2 separate regions of the Zea mays genome follow, and region 2 is linked to region 1. Evidence: chromatin contacts called from public Hi-C data. All regions are on one chromosome and are shown on one strand. Each heading gives the region's core, a stretch centred on a gene start, on an enhancer-like site or on the middle of the called end of the contact. The rest is flanking DNA. Distances are from core to core; before and after follow the strand shown. Region 1 holds the start of LOC103636843 (cytochrome P450 71A1). Region 2 holds the start of LOC100285507 (mpv17 protein).

Region 1 (5,894 bases), core at 1,907-4,406:
TCGTTCGTTTGCTTGCTTGCTTGCGCCGGTTCCTCACTGACCCCCTGGTGCGTCTCCTTGTTCGCAGGGTCGGCAAGACCTCGCTGATGAACCAGTAAGTCCGCCCCTCTCCGATCCCTCGATTTCACTTCACTTTGCTTTTGCGTTGGTTCACCGGGGCCTGAACCGATTGGTTGGGTTTGGTTTCCTGCGCGCGCGCAGGTACGTCAACAACAGGTTCAGCAACCAGTACAAGGCCACCATCGGCGCGGATTTCCTCACCAAGGAGGTCCAGATCGACGACCGCCTCTTCACACTGCAGGTCTGCTTGCTTCGACATCGTCTCCCTTCTTATTACAGCACCATCCGTTTAGGTTTGTTTCTATTCAATTGGCTGGGGGTACCTACAGTGCTTCGAGCCCGGATTAGATTGTGTGCTCCTGTGCGCCTCCAATGTGATCGTTGCAGTGCCCGATACGAAGGGTCGGTTCAGTTTCAGTCTTTCAGTCCGGTCATCTTGTGCTCTCTAGATAACGCTTGTTCCCCATCCGACTAGCTGGGCTCAGAGCCTGAATCGACAACCATCGCCTTCTATCGTGTGGGTTGCTTATTGGAGATGCCGAGTGGTTCCAGTCCACACCGTGCCACGCTGGGTTCAGTTCACACTGTAACTCCTCTGGTAAGCTAGCTACATCCACTACGGTGGTGTGGACGTACGCATCAGAAGTTACGTCCATTTAGCTCCAGTTTAAGCTGCCTGCTTCGAAAGACATTTCTCCACTGGTTAGCTTTTCGCTGAACCATACGATGCTAACTAAAAACAAAAGCGAAAGTGAAACCATTACTGGACGTATATGCGTTTTGGTTGAGTTACACCATTACATGTGTAATTTGATTCGCAGTGACGCTTCTGTTTGGGACATCAGTCATCAATCAGCTAAGAAGGATATTTCAGGGATGTGCGCAGTAGTTCCCTTCCAAGACGTCGTCTGACTTTTGAGAGATGAAGTTTTACTCATTAATTTTATGCAGCTTTCTGCCTTGGTGCCTTTTGGGCATTGCCCCTGTAAAAAAAAATTATGATGCTCCTTTTCACAAGTTTGTATCTGTCACTCTATCTATTGAGTTTGTTTGCTATTCCCTCCGTCCACAAAAAAGATGCAACTACGGTATCCAATCTATCTCGAGTTAGTTTGACTAAGTTTGTAGTAAATAATATTAGTGTTTATATCTCTAAAAAAATTATCACAAAAATATATTCTATAACTATTGTAATGGTACTTATTTTGTTTTATGAATGTTTTTACCTTTTTTTTTCAAAATTCCTACTGTTTGACTCCTCGAAAAGCGAGAATTGTATTCTTTTGTCGATAGAGGGAGTACTTAAAATCATTACGCCGCCCAATTCCTTAAAAACCTGTTTTCCTTTCATCACTTCCATTTTGGCAGTACCCAAATTTCATGGATTTCCTGATGATTTGTCTGGCTCATAATGATGATGCTGTGGAGAGCTGCTATATCTTTACCATGTTCTTTTAAAAAGGACAGGGGCCGTTATGTCCATAATTTTGCTTTGGTATTTATCAACTATCAATGCCTTTATTCAAATCGGGATATGTTTCATTAATCTTTTCGCTTGATTATCTGTACCATTAAAAAAGGCATAGTTTTTTCCCATGTGGTGTATATGAATAAATAGGAGTTTTGGTTCAACTGAGCACATACCTGCTTGTGTTAATAACGATTGACTTGATAGCTATTATGTCAAGGATGCTAATTAAGTCATAGGTAGCAATGTTTTCTTATGCAATTACTGTTTATGATATGAAACTGATGCTACCTTTTCCTTTTTCTTTTGAGTCAGACTTAATATTTGTAATCTGTTTATTAGGTGATGGAATTTGCAACCTCCTGCTATTTTTTGGAGCCATTATCATTTTAGCTTACAACTTCATTGTTTTACTGAAGCTTAGATATGGGATACGGCAGGACAGGAGCGGTTTCAAAGTCTTGGTGTGGCATTTTATAGGGGAGCTGACTGCTGTGTTCTTGTATATGATGTCAACGTATCCAAGTCATTTGAAAAGCTCAACAACTGGCGTGAGGAATTCCTAATTCAAGTAATTAACCTGCTTATTCGCGATCTATATCTGTATGTCCATTGTGTTTGAAAAAAAAGGACTCACTGTTCATTATGCAGGCCAGCCCATCAGACCCAGAGAATTTCCCATTTGTTGTGCTTGGTAACAAGATCGATGTTGATGGTGGTAACAGCCGGACTGTGAGTATTTCTCGTCACGAGTTGTTATCCACTGGATTTATTCTCTACTTTTGTGAAATTTCTTTGTTCTTCACTTTTCAGGTTTCTGAGAAGAAGGCTAAAGCATGGTGTGCTTCAAAGGGAAACATCCCCTACTTTGAGACGTCGGCTAAAGAGGGCTTCAATGTAGAGGCTGCATTTGAGTGTATAGCGAGGAATGCTGTAAAAAATGAGCCAGAAGAAGATATGTAAGTTTGAATAGTATATAGCTCACATATATGTATCATACATGCAGGCAGCCTTGTGGTGTAACTTGATCTATGTTTTACCAACTTTTGCAGGTATCTTCCTGATACGATTGATGTTGGGGGCGCTGGAAGGCAACAGCGTTCGTCAGGTTGTGAATGCTAGAAGATATGGAGCACTGCGAATTGCTCGGTTGGTTGGTCTGATTCTCTAGGGCTTGTTGTTTGGGTGGCCTGTGTCATCATTTCATATATGTATTTAGTTTGCAAAACTGCTATTTGTGGACACTGGATAGTTTGGAAGTCTGCATGCGGGTGCTTATTGTCGACTCCCGTGTAGATGCAGAGAACTCATTTGTAACTGCCGTTTCGGTGTTGTATCGTATCTGCGCTAGATGCTAGTGTTGTAACGCTTTTGATTGTTGATGGATTGCATATATGTACTGTATTTGTACATGAACAGAACGTAGTGCCCATTTTCATAGTGTTCAATTGTTGGTTGGTTTGGTATTGTTCTTTTAGTCTGGTTTCTCCACATTACCCGTCTTGACCGTACATGGCATATTGGCATGGGGTCATGGTGCTGCTTTGTAGCCTCTAGCTTGCTTGGACTTCCTTCGAAAATATCTGTATTCTTGGATTTTTTTTTTCAATTCCCTCTTCTCTGAAACGGTTAGGATCGTGTTCGTTTTTTTCAATCTCTGTCGTCTAGAAATAGTTATCCAGCGGGATCGTCTGCTCTCCACCTCTGCCCCCGTCGCCATCAAACAGGAGTAGTAGGGGGGCAACCTATGCTTATCGTGAGATCACTGCGTGCCTATTATTATCTTCCTTCCGTCTCATTATTGGACCATCCACCTATACGTGCAGTGTCGGTGAAAACCATGGACGTGTCACCGTTCCTTGCACTGCTGCTCGTTACCCTCCTTTCCCTGCTCTTCTTCCTCTCCACTTGGAGGAAGAAACAGCCTTCTCCGCCCAGCGGCGTCGGCGATGGCCGGCCGCTTCCGCCGTCGCCTCGGGGCCTTCCTATCCTGGGACACCTGCCTCTTCTGGGCCCCCTGCCGCACCGGAAGCTGTGGGCGATGGCGCAGGCGCACGGCCCCGTGATGCTCCTCCGCTTCGGCCGCGTGCCGACGGTGGTGGCCTCGTCGGCGGCCGCGGCGCAGGAGGTGATGAAGACCCGCGACCTGGCGTTCGCGAGCCGCCCCAGGATGCGCATGGCCGAGCGCCTCGTGTACGGCCGCGACGTGGCCTTCGTCCCCTACGGCGAGCACTGGCGTCAGAGCCGACGCGTCTGCGTGCTCCACCTTCTCAGCCAGCGCCGCGTCAGCTCCTTCCGCCACGCCCGGGAGCAGGAGGTCGCCGCGATGCTCGCCCGCGTCCGCGCCGCCGCCGGTGGACGCGACGGCGCCGTCGTCAACCTCACCGCCCACATCATCTCCTACACCAACGGCATCATCTCCCGCGCCACGTACGGCGACAAAGGAGGGAGGTACTACGACGGGCCCGACGGCGGCGAGAAGCTCGCGAAGCTGTTCGCCGACTTCGAGGAGCTCCTGGGGACCGTCACCGTGGGGGAGTTCGTGCCCTGGCTGGCGTGGGTCGACGCGCTCATGGGCCTGGACGCCAAGGCCACGCGCACGTCCGCGGAGTTGGACGCCTTCCTGGAGCGGGTCATCACGGACCACCGTCGTCAGAGGCGCCGTGGCGGCCAGTGTGACGGCGACGACCATCGGGATTTTGTCGACGTGCTGTTGGACGTGAACGAGGACGAGGCGGACGCCGGTGGTGGAGTCAAGTTTGACGACACTACAGTAAACGAAGAAAGTTCCGACGGTCCCTCTATCGCCGACGGCTTCCTACGAGGCCGTCGGATATTACCTTATGTCCGACGGCCAACAGGGGCTCTCGGAAATAAGACGTTATGTCCGACGGCTACTGACAAAGCCGTCGGAGATAACCTTATGTCCGACGGCTAGTTACGAGGCCGTCGGACATAAGTTTTTTTAACACGCGGTACCGGTCCGGCGCGGTTCATTTTCACGCGCGCGCGCTCCTCGCTTTCTCTCTCTGCCCGCTCGCCGCCGCCGCCGGAGACGCTCGCCGCCGCCGCCGGAGACGCTCGCCGCCGCCGCCGGAGACGCTCGCCGCCGCCGCCGTCGAGGCCCGCCGCCCCGACACACGCCGCCCCGCCATCCGCCGCCCCGCCGCGGCCGTCGAGGCCCGCCGCCCCGACACCCGCCGCCCCGCCATCCGCCGCCCCGCCGCGGCCGCCCGCCGTCGACCGCCACGCCGAGCCCGCCGTCGACGCCCGCCCCGCCCGCCCGCCGTAAGGTATTTAGTATTAATCTATTATTAATATTATATTAATATTGTTTTGTAGTTTATTTTATTATATCCGAGGTCCTAAATTTAATTAGTGGTGTTTAGATAGTTGTAATTTTTAATTTCCGACGGTAATTATTATGCCCTCGGAATTAAGGTCAGTTTATATGATTTGTCACCCGTAATAATGTTATGTAGTGGTGTCTATATAATTTAAACTCTTAATTTCCGAGGGTAATTATTAAGCCCTCGGAAATAAGGTTGTTTTATTTGATTTAGGGTCCCGTGAAATGTTTTTTTGTAATGCTATTGTATTAGTTTGGTTAATTAGTGGCTATTGTATTAGTGTGATTAATTAGTAATCATAACTAATTAAGTTAACGAAACCTAGACGTCACCCGTTTCGGCCCAACACACCTTACATGTGACGCATGTGAGGTATGTTGGGCCGGAATTGTCCCTTTATTGGACAGCCTCGGGGTGACCGACAGAGTCCGTGTTTATGACAAAGGCATGTGCTCCTGCTTAGTTTCGGCAGCATAACCCCTGTGTTCTCCAATTGCACCATTTTTAGGCGTGCGATTGGAGAACAGCGGGGTTATGCTGCCGAAATTTCGCACGACCACATGTCTTGTCATAAACACGGCCTCGTCGGTCACTCCTGGGTGGGTTTAGGACCTATCCTTTCCTACAGATGTAGGGGCGTGATTTCTTCGTAAAAACGGATGGCCCGTGCATTACTTATCTAATTAAGTTAACGTCTCGTAGCTAGTATGGAGGAGAATCGTCGATGGATGTATGAAGGTTGGAAGAAAAGAGGTGCTCTATCAAGTGAGTGGGTGGCCAAGACTGATGCTTTTCTCGACCATGCTTTTGCTCGGTCAGAGACTGGAACCGATGTTAGGTGCCCTTGTAGCAAGTGTCGGAACATTAATTTCCTTGACAGGAGGACTATGTCGATACATATTTGCAAGAACGGTTATATGCCAGGCTATGAGGTGTGGGTGCACCACGGTGAGGACCCACCTCCTCGTATTGTATCGGAAGTTCAGTCACATGAAGAGGAGGACTACGATATGATG
Region 2 (5,894 bases), core at 1,940-4,439, 480 kb after region 1:
AGTTCACATACAGGAGCTGGTACCGCACGGGAACGAAGCGGAAGTTCGCGATCTGCACAGCAGGCCAGATGGTTCCGCCTAACACCAGAGCCGGAATGAAGTCCCTCTTCACGTCCTCCTTCACCTGCTCTATGCTCCTTCCTTGACCCAGACCAACATATGAGAAGAACAGGAGGAGGTCTAGTGGTCCGAAGAGGAATCCATCCGCGGCAACTTTTGAGGCGACGAATTTGAACGTGTTAGGCTGAAACCTCCGCCGGATGATGCGATCCAGGTATTCATACCTATACAACAAAACCAAAGCCTTAGTGACAGATATTGATGCTGCCAACAACATCTCATATAGCAGTCCAATTCACAATAGTTCGCCCGTATTTTTCACTCCAAAAAATAAGGAGAGAACTGCTTTCATCTCTTTTTTTTTCTCGAAAACGCGGGAGAACTGTGCATCATTATATTAAGAAGAAAATTTGGGCCCTAGAGGGGCAGTACAGTACACCCGTACCACAAGATCTTACCTACCTTTTGCAAATGAACAAATTGCAGCAGTAAGTGATGAGATTGTGGGATCAACATCTGTCCAATAGCAAAAACCCGTGTGATCATATTTTTTTATCTGTGTTTTCATACAGCTGAACATAGTCCAGTGGTTTACAACTAACTCTCCAAAACATAGCATCGTCACTACATGTGACATGGTGCAAATCAAATCAATGTTGAAGTGGACTACTGAGCACAAAAATGACAAATAAGGATGTACAACTGTGAACTGTGAAGTACATGCCAAAAAACTTCTACTCTTGATTATAAGTTGATGTTTGCCCATTGTGGACAGTCAACTGCCTGACCACATAACTAGGTAGCGGGGCAAAATTCCGTGAACCACTTGTGCACTCATGTTGTCATGCATGCTGTTGGTAATATTATATCGTGATTTACTCTATTGAAAGATAACCCAGTATATTCAAGCAAATCATGTGTTGTTAGATATATCAATTTTCAAGCAGTCGCCAAGTGCTTATTGATAATATGACACCATTACGATCAAAAAAGATAATATGACACCATGAACTGTCACTCATACTAACACGTAGATACCTAAAATGGAGAACAGCAGTGCAGAATTGGGAATTTGGGATTACATCCTCACTTTGCCCTTTTATCTTCTATATTATCCTATGTTTTTGTTATTTTATCAGAGTGTGTTGCTGTGTTTGTTATTCTGTATTTGCTTTTCATCTGTGACGTGTGGTGACTGAGACTGGGAGCATAAGATTATGGTTACGACTTACGAGTTTTTTTATTGTTATACAGTAAGAGATTAACCTATGATCATACAGAAAATATACATGTAAACAGGTAGACATAACGACATGTGATAAAAAACAGGGAACTAACCAGTAATGCCCAACTGGACCAACAAAAGCAAATCCGAAGGAGCTTGTGATGCCCACCCTCTTCCAATCAACTTTAAACTCTTTATTGTCTTTATTATCTTTATCCTGTAAAAGGCAGAAGAGTATTGTTGAATGGGGTAACAATGAAGTTGAAGAATGACAAAATTAGGAGTAGACAGCCAAACAAAGAATAATAGATAGACTGCCCATGGAGGCACAGATAGTTTATATTGGGTCCCCAAGACCAAACGAAATGCCAGTCAGGATTCCTTGAATTTCCAATCTCGTATCTGAACAAATACACCATGAACAGCAATAAATATCTTGTTTCTTGTTTCAACTAACTGGCCAATACATAGCAAACATAATCAGCCTTTCAGTTGCACTGCACTGACTTTATTTATAGATAAAACCTAACAAATGAACTCTAGCTACAAGTATTTCAAAGGCTGGTTTGCTTCTTACAAAGAAGCCAAGCATGTTATGTAAATTACATATTAATGATAATCAAATCAAGCTCCCGATTCTGGCCATGCTCAGAGTTGAAAGAACAAACAAGCGCATCTGAAGCAAAGACAACGAGACAAATGACTAGCCATTACTGACAAAGAAAGAAATGAAAAGTGTAACTCCATTAGTGCATATTAACATAATACAAGGAAACCCCACCCCATCTTTATTTTGTCATAGTGATTGAAATGGACAGCAAACAATAACCATCCTGAAGGTCACAGCAAGCAAAAGGTCGACAATATACATGGACACTTGGACAGAACATTCACCCCCGATTTGCAGAATAAGCCATTTACCAAGCAAACCTCCATTTTTTTGAAAAAAGGGGCGGGGTGCTTCAACATCTCATTGCATTGCCCATTTACTCCTCTAAGTCGCAACACAAAGTCTCTAATACTACCCCAAATGGAGCGGCACCAGACATCATCGGTCATTCAGACCTCCTATAGTCCTATCCCGTCGTTAGCATCAAACCTCCTCATATCTGACGTCTAATATATTGCCACGAGAGGACAATAGTTCTTAAAAGCTGACACTAGCAGCACCACAGAAGTCTATAGATATCCACAAGACTTGATAGATTTGACAAGACTGTAGCAGTAGAAACGAAGAATCGTTATCATATCAAGGTGCCCCCCACCAAATTTTCTAGTTTCTTGGGTGGTAACCACACACAAGCCCAAGAAACAAGGCACAAATCCAAGCATTATCCACATTCAGAGTTGATGGCTTGACACTGCTTGAGGTTACCGATCAAATCCACAGCTCATTCGAACTGATAAAACGTCACATCCCCTAGTCATCAGCGCAGGTTATATGCTAGGTCGCAACAGCACGGAAAAGTTCAAGGAGCCACCAGGTCCGGGGCAAGAATAGGAAGAGAGAGCAAAAACCCGGGGCTACCAGGTCCAGGAACCGGCGGATGAATACACGGATCACGAGCACGGACCACGGAGGGAACGGTAAAAGCCGGTTGGGGCTGCTGCTGCGACGCTACCTCGGGGTCGGGAGGGCTGCTGTCGTGGCCGCGACGGTCGGGGCTAGCGGAGTAGTAGGTGACGGTCTGGGCGCCGATGTCGCCGAGGCCCCAGAGGATGCCGGAGCTGACGACCTGCGTGCGCACCGGGTGCGCGGCCAGGCACTGCTGGTACCACCGCCATAGCCGCCGCATCCCCACCGCACCACCCACCGGCCAAGCGAAGACGAAGAGGGAAAGAAGGAAGGAGGAAGTGTGCGCCTTCCTCCCTCTCTCACTTTTTATTTATTTTTATTTTTATTATTGCTCATACGAGTTAGGGTTAGGTGGATTTTAAGTACATGAAGCCAGTCCAAAGTCCAACCAGATGAAGGGAATATTCAAAGTTTCACTAGGTCAGCCTGTGATTAGTTGGTGACATTTTTTGGACAAAATATTTATACCTATGCATTGTATACATGTAAAAACAGTCATATTCATATATACTAATGGAATATCTGTTGTGAAGCAAGATTTGAATCACGGAAGCCCCAGCGATGATAGGGCATTTTCTCTAGAATTTAGACAAATTTAGAACTAGTTTGGAAACATAAATCTCCTTTCAGACTCTCGGAAATTGAGTGGAAAATTAGATCATTTTCTCACTCAATCACCGAAAATTGCGGATGAGATTTAAATTTCCAAACTAGCATTTAATGAAGGTTTCACCTCCATTCCGGTGTTTTACATGTTGTTGACATGGTTATGTTCGTTATCTTAAGAGGGTGTGATTTGTTTAGAAAAAGTTTAGAAATTTTGTGCTATATTAGTCAAATACAAGATGGATTTATAAAAAACGGTAAGGATATTTATGTTTTAAATAAAATTATCATAAAAACATTTTATAATTGGTTGTTTTTATGTATTTTGGTGTAATGTGGTGGGCCTTAGAAAAACACAAAGTATCAACAAAGTACATTAATCTTATTAAAGATATGTACATTAATGTTGTGACAAGTGTCCGAACAAGTGATGAAGACACCGATGACTTTCCAATTAACATAGGACTACATCAAGTGTCGGCTTTGAGCCCTTATCTTTTCGCTTTGATGATAGATGAGGTCACAAGGGACATACAAAGAGATATACTGTGGTGTATGCTTTTTGCCGATGATGTGGTACTTATTGAGGAGAGTAGGAGTGGTGTTTTCGCAAAAATTGGCATTGTAGAGGCAGACGCTGGAAGCAAAATGTTTTAGGCTTAGTAGGTCTAAAACAGAGTATATGAAGTGTGATTTCAGTGCCATAGGGTATGAGGATGGCGATGTTAGTCTTGATGGGCAAGTGGTACCCAAGAAAGACACTTTTCGTTACTTAGGATCAATGCTTCAGAAGGAAGGAGACATCGATGAGGATGTCAGTCATAGAATTAAAGCTGAATGGTTGAAGTGGCGGCAAGCTGCGGGTGTCTTATGCGACCCCCGGGTACCACACAAACTAAAAGGCAAATTCTACAGGACAACAATTCGGTCGGCTATGTTGTATGGAGCAGAATGTTGGCCCACTAAAAGACGACATGTCAAACAACTAAGTGTGGCAGATATGCGTATGTTGCGCTGGATATGTGGCCACACAAGGAGAGATCGAGTCCGGAATGATGATATACGAGAGAGAGTAGTGAAAGGGAATTAGGCTTACACCTAGTTCCTAAATAATTTTGGTGGTTGAATTGCCCAACACAAATCTTTGGACTAACTAGTTTGCCCAAGTGTATAGATTATACAGGTGTAAAAGGTTCACACTCAGCCAATAAAAAGACCAAGTTTTGGATTCAACAAAGGAGCAAAGGGGCAACCGAAGGCACCCCTGGTCTGGCGCACCGGACTGTCCGGTGTGCCACCGGACAGTGAACAGTACCTGTCCGGTGCACCAGGGGACTCAGACTCAAACTCGCTACCTTCGGGAATTTCCAGGGCGACTCGGCTATAATTCACCGGACTGTCCGGTGTACACCGGACAGTGTCCGGTGCACCAAGGGAGGTCGGCCTCAGGAACTCGCCAGCTTCGGGAAACACCAACGGCTAGCCCGCTAAAATTCACCGGACTGTCCGGTGTGCACCGGACTGTCCGGTGCGCCTCCGAAGCAACGGTCATCTCCGCGCCAACGGCTCTCTGCCGCGCATTTAATGCGCCCTCTGCGCGCGCAGAAGTCAGAATCGCCCATGCTGGCACACCGGACATCAAACAGTATCTGTCCGGTGTGCACCGGACACCCCGGCGGGCCCACAAGTCAGAAGCTCCAACGGTCAGAATCCAACGGCAGTGATGACGTGGCAGGGGGCACCGGACTGTCCGGTGTGCACCGGACTGTCCGGTGCGCCATCGAACAGACAGCCTCCCAACGGCCACTTTTGGTGGTTGGGGCTATAAATACCCCAACCACCCCACCATTCATTGCATCCAAGTTTTCCACTTCTCAACTACTACAAGAGCTCTAGCATTCAATTCTAGACACACTAAAGAGATCAAATCCTCTCCAATTCCACACAAAGCCCTAGTGACTAGTGAGAGTGATTTGCCGTGTTCATTTGAGCTCTTGCGCTTGGATTGCTTCTTTTCTTTCTCACTTGTTCTTGAGATCACAACTCCATTGTAATCAAGGCAAGAGGCACCAATTGTGTGGTGGCCCTTGCAGGGAAGTTTTGTTCCCGGCTTTGATTTGAGAAGAGAAGCTCACTCGGTCCGAGGGACCGTTTGAGAGAGGGAAGGGTTGAAAGAGACCCGACCTTTGTGGCCTCCTCAACGGGGAGTAGGTTTGCAAGAACCGAACCTCGGTAAAACAAATCTCCGTGTCTCACTTGATTATTCGCTTGGGATTTGTTTTGCGCCCTCTCTCTCGGACTCGTTTATATTTCTAACGCTAACCCGACTTGTAGTTGTGTTTATATTTGTAAATTTCAGTTTCACCCTATTCACCCCCCCTCTAGGCGACTATCAATTGGTATCAAAGCCCGGTGCTTCATTAGAGC

Evidence for each region. Hi-C and Micro-C count contacts between places; a contact is called where the count stands out from the background.
Region 2: a contact with region 1 is called in a Hi-C map of ear, with 3 times the contacts expected there. The contact joins the promoter of LOC100285507 here to the promoter of LOC103636843 in region 1. A contact is called at or near these places in 3 of 25 Hi-C or Micro-C datasets (ear, leaf and leaf mesophyll).

Annotation. Positions count from the first base shown.
Region 1 is chr8:28,415,988-28,421,881 of Zm-B73-REFERENCE-NAM-5.0, forward strand. It overlaps LOC103636843 (cytochrome P450 71A1), which reads left to right and starts at 3,157. Exons shown (of 3, transcript XM_020542861.3): 1 at 3,157-4,301. The coding sequence starts at 3,276. LOC100283666 reads left to right here. Exons shown (of 7, transcript NM_001156567.3): 2 at 68-94; 3 at 202-301; 4 at 1,953-2,099; 5 at 2,180-2,260; 6 at 2,342-2,487; 7 at 2,581-3,003. The coding sequence ends at 2,650.
Region 2 is chr8:28,900,361-28,906,254 of Zm-B73-REFERENCE-NAM-5.0, forward strand. LOC100285507 (mpv17 protein) reads right to left here and starts at 3,190. Exons shown (of 3, transcript NM_001158399.1): 1 at 2,908-3,190; 2 at 1,399-1,502; 3 at 1-284. The coding sequence starts at 3,081.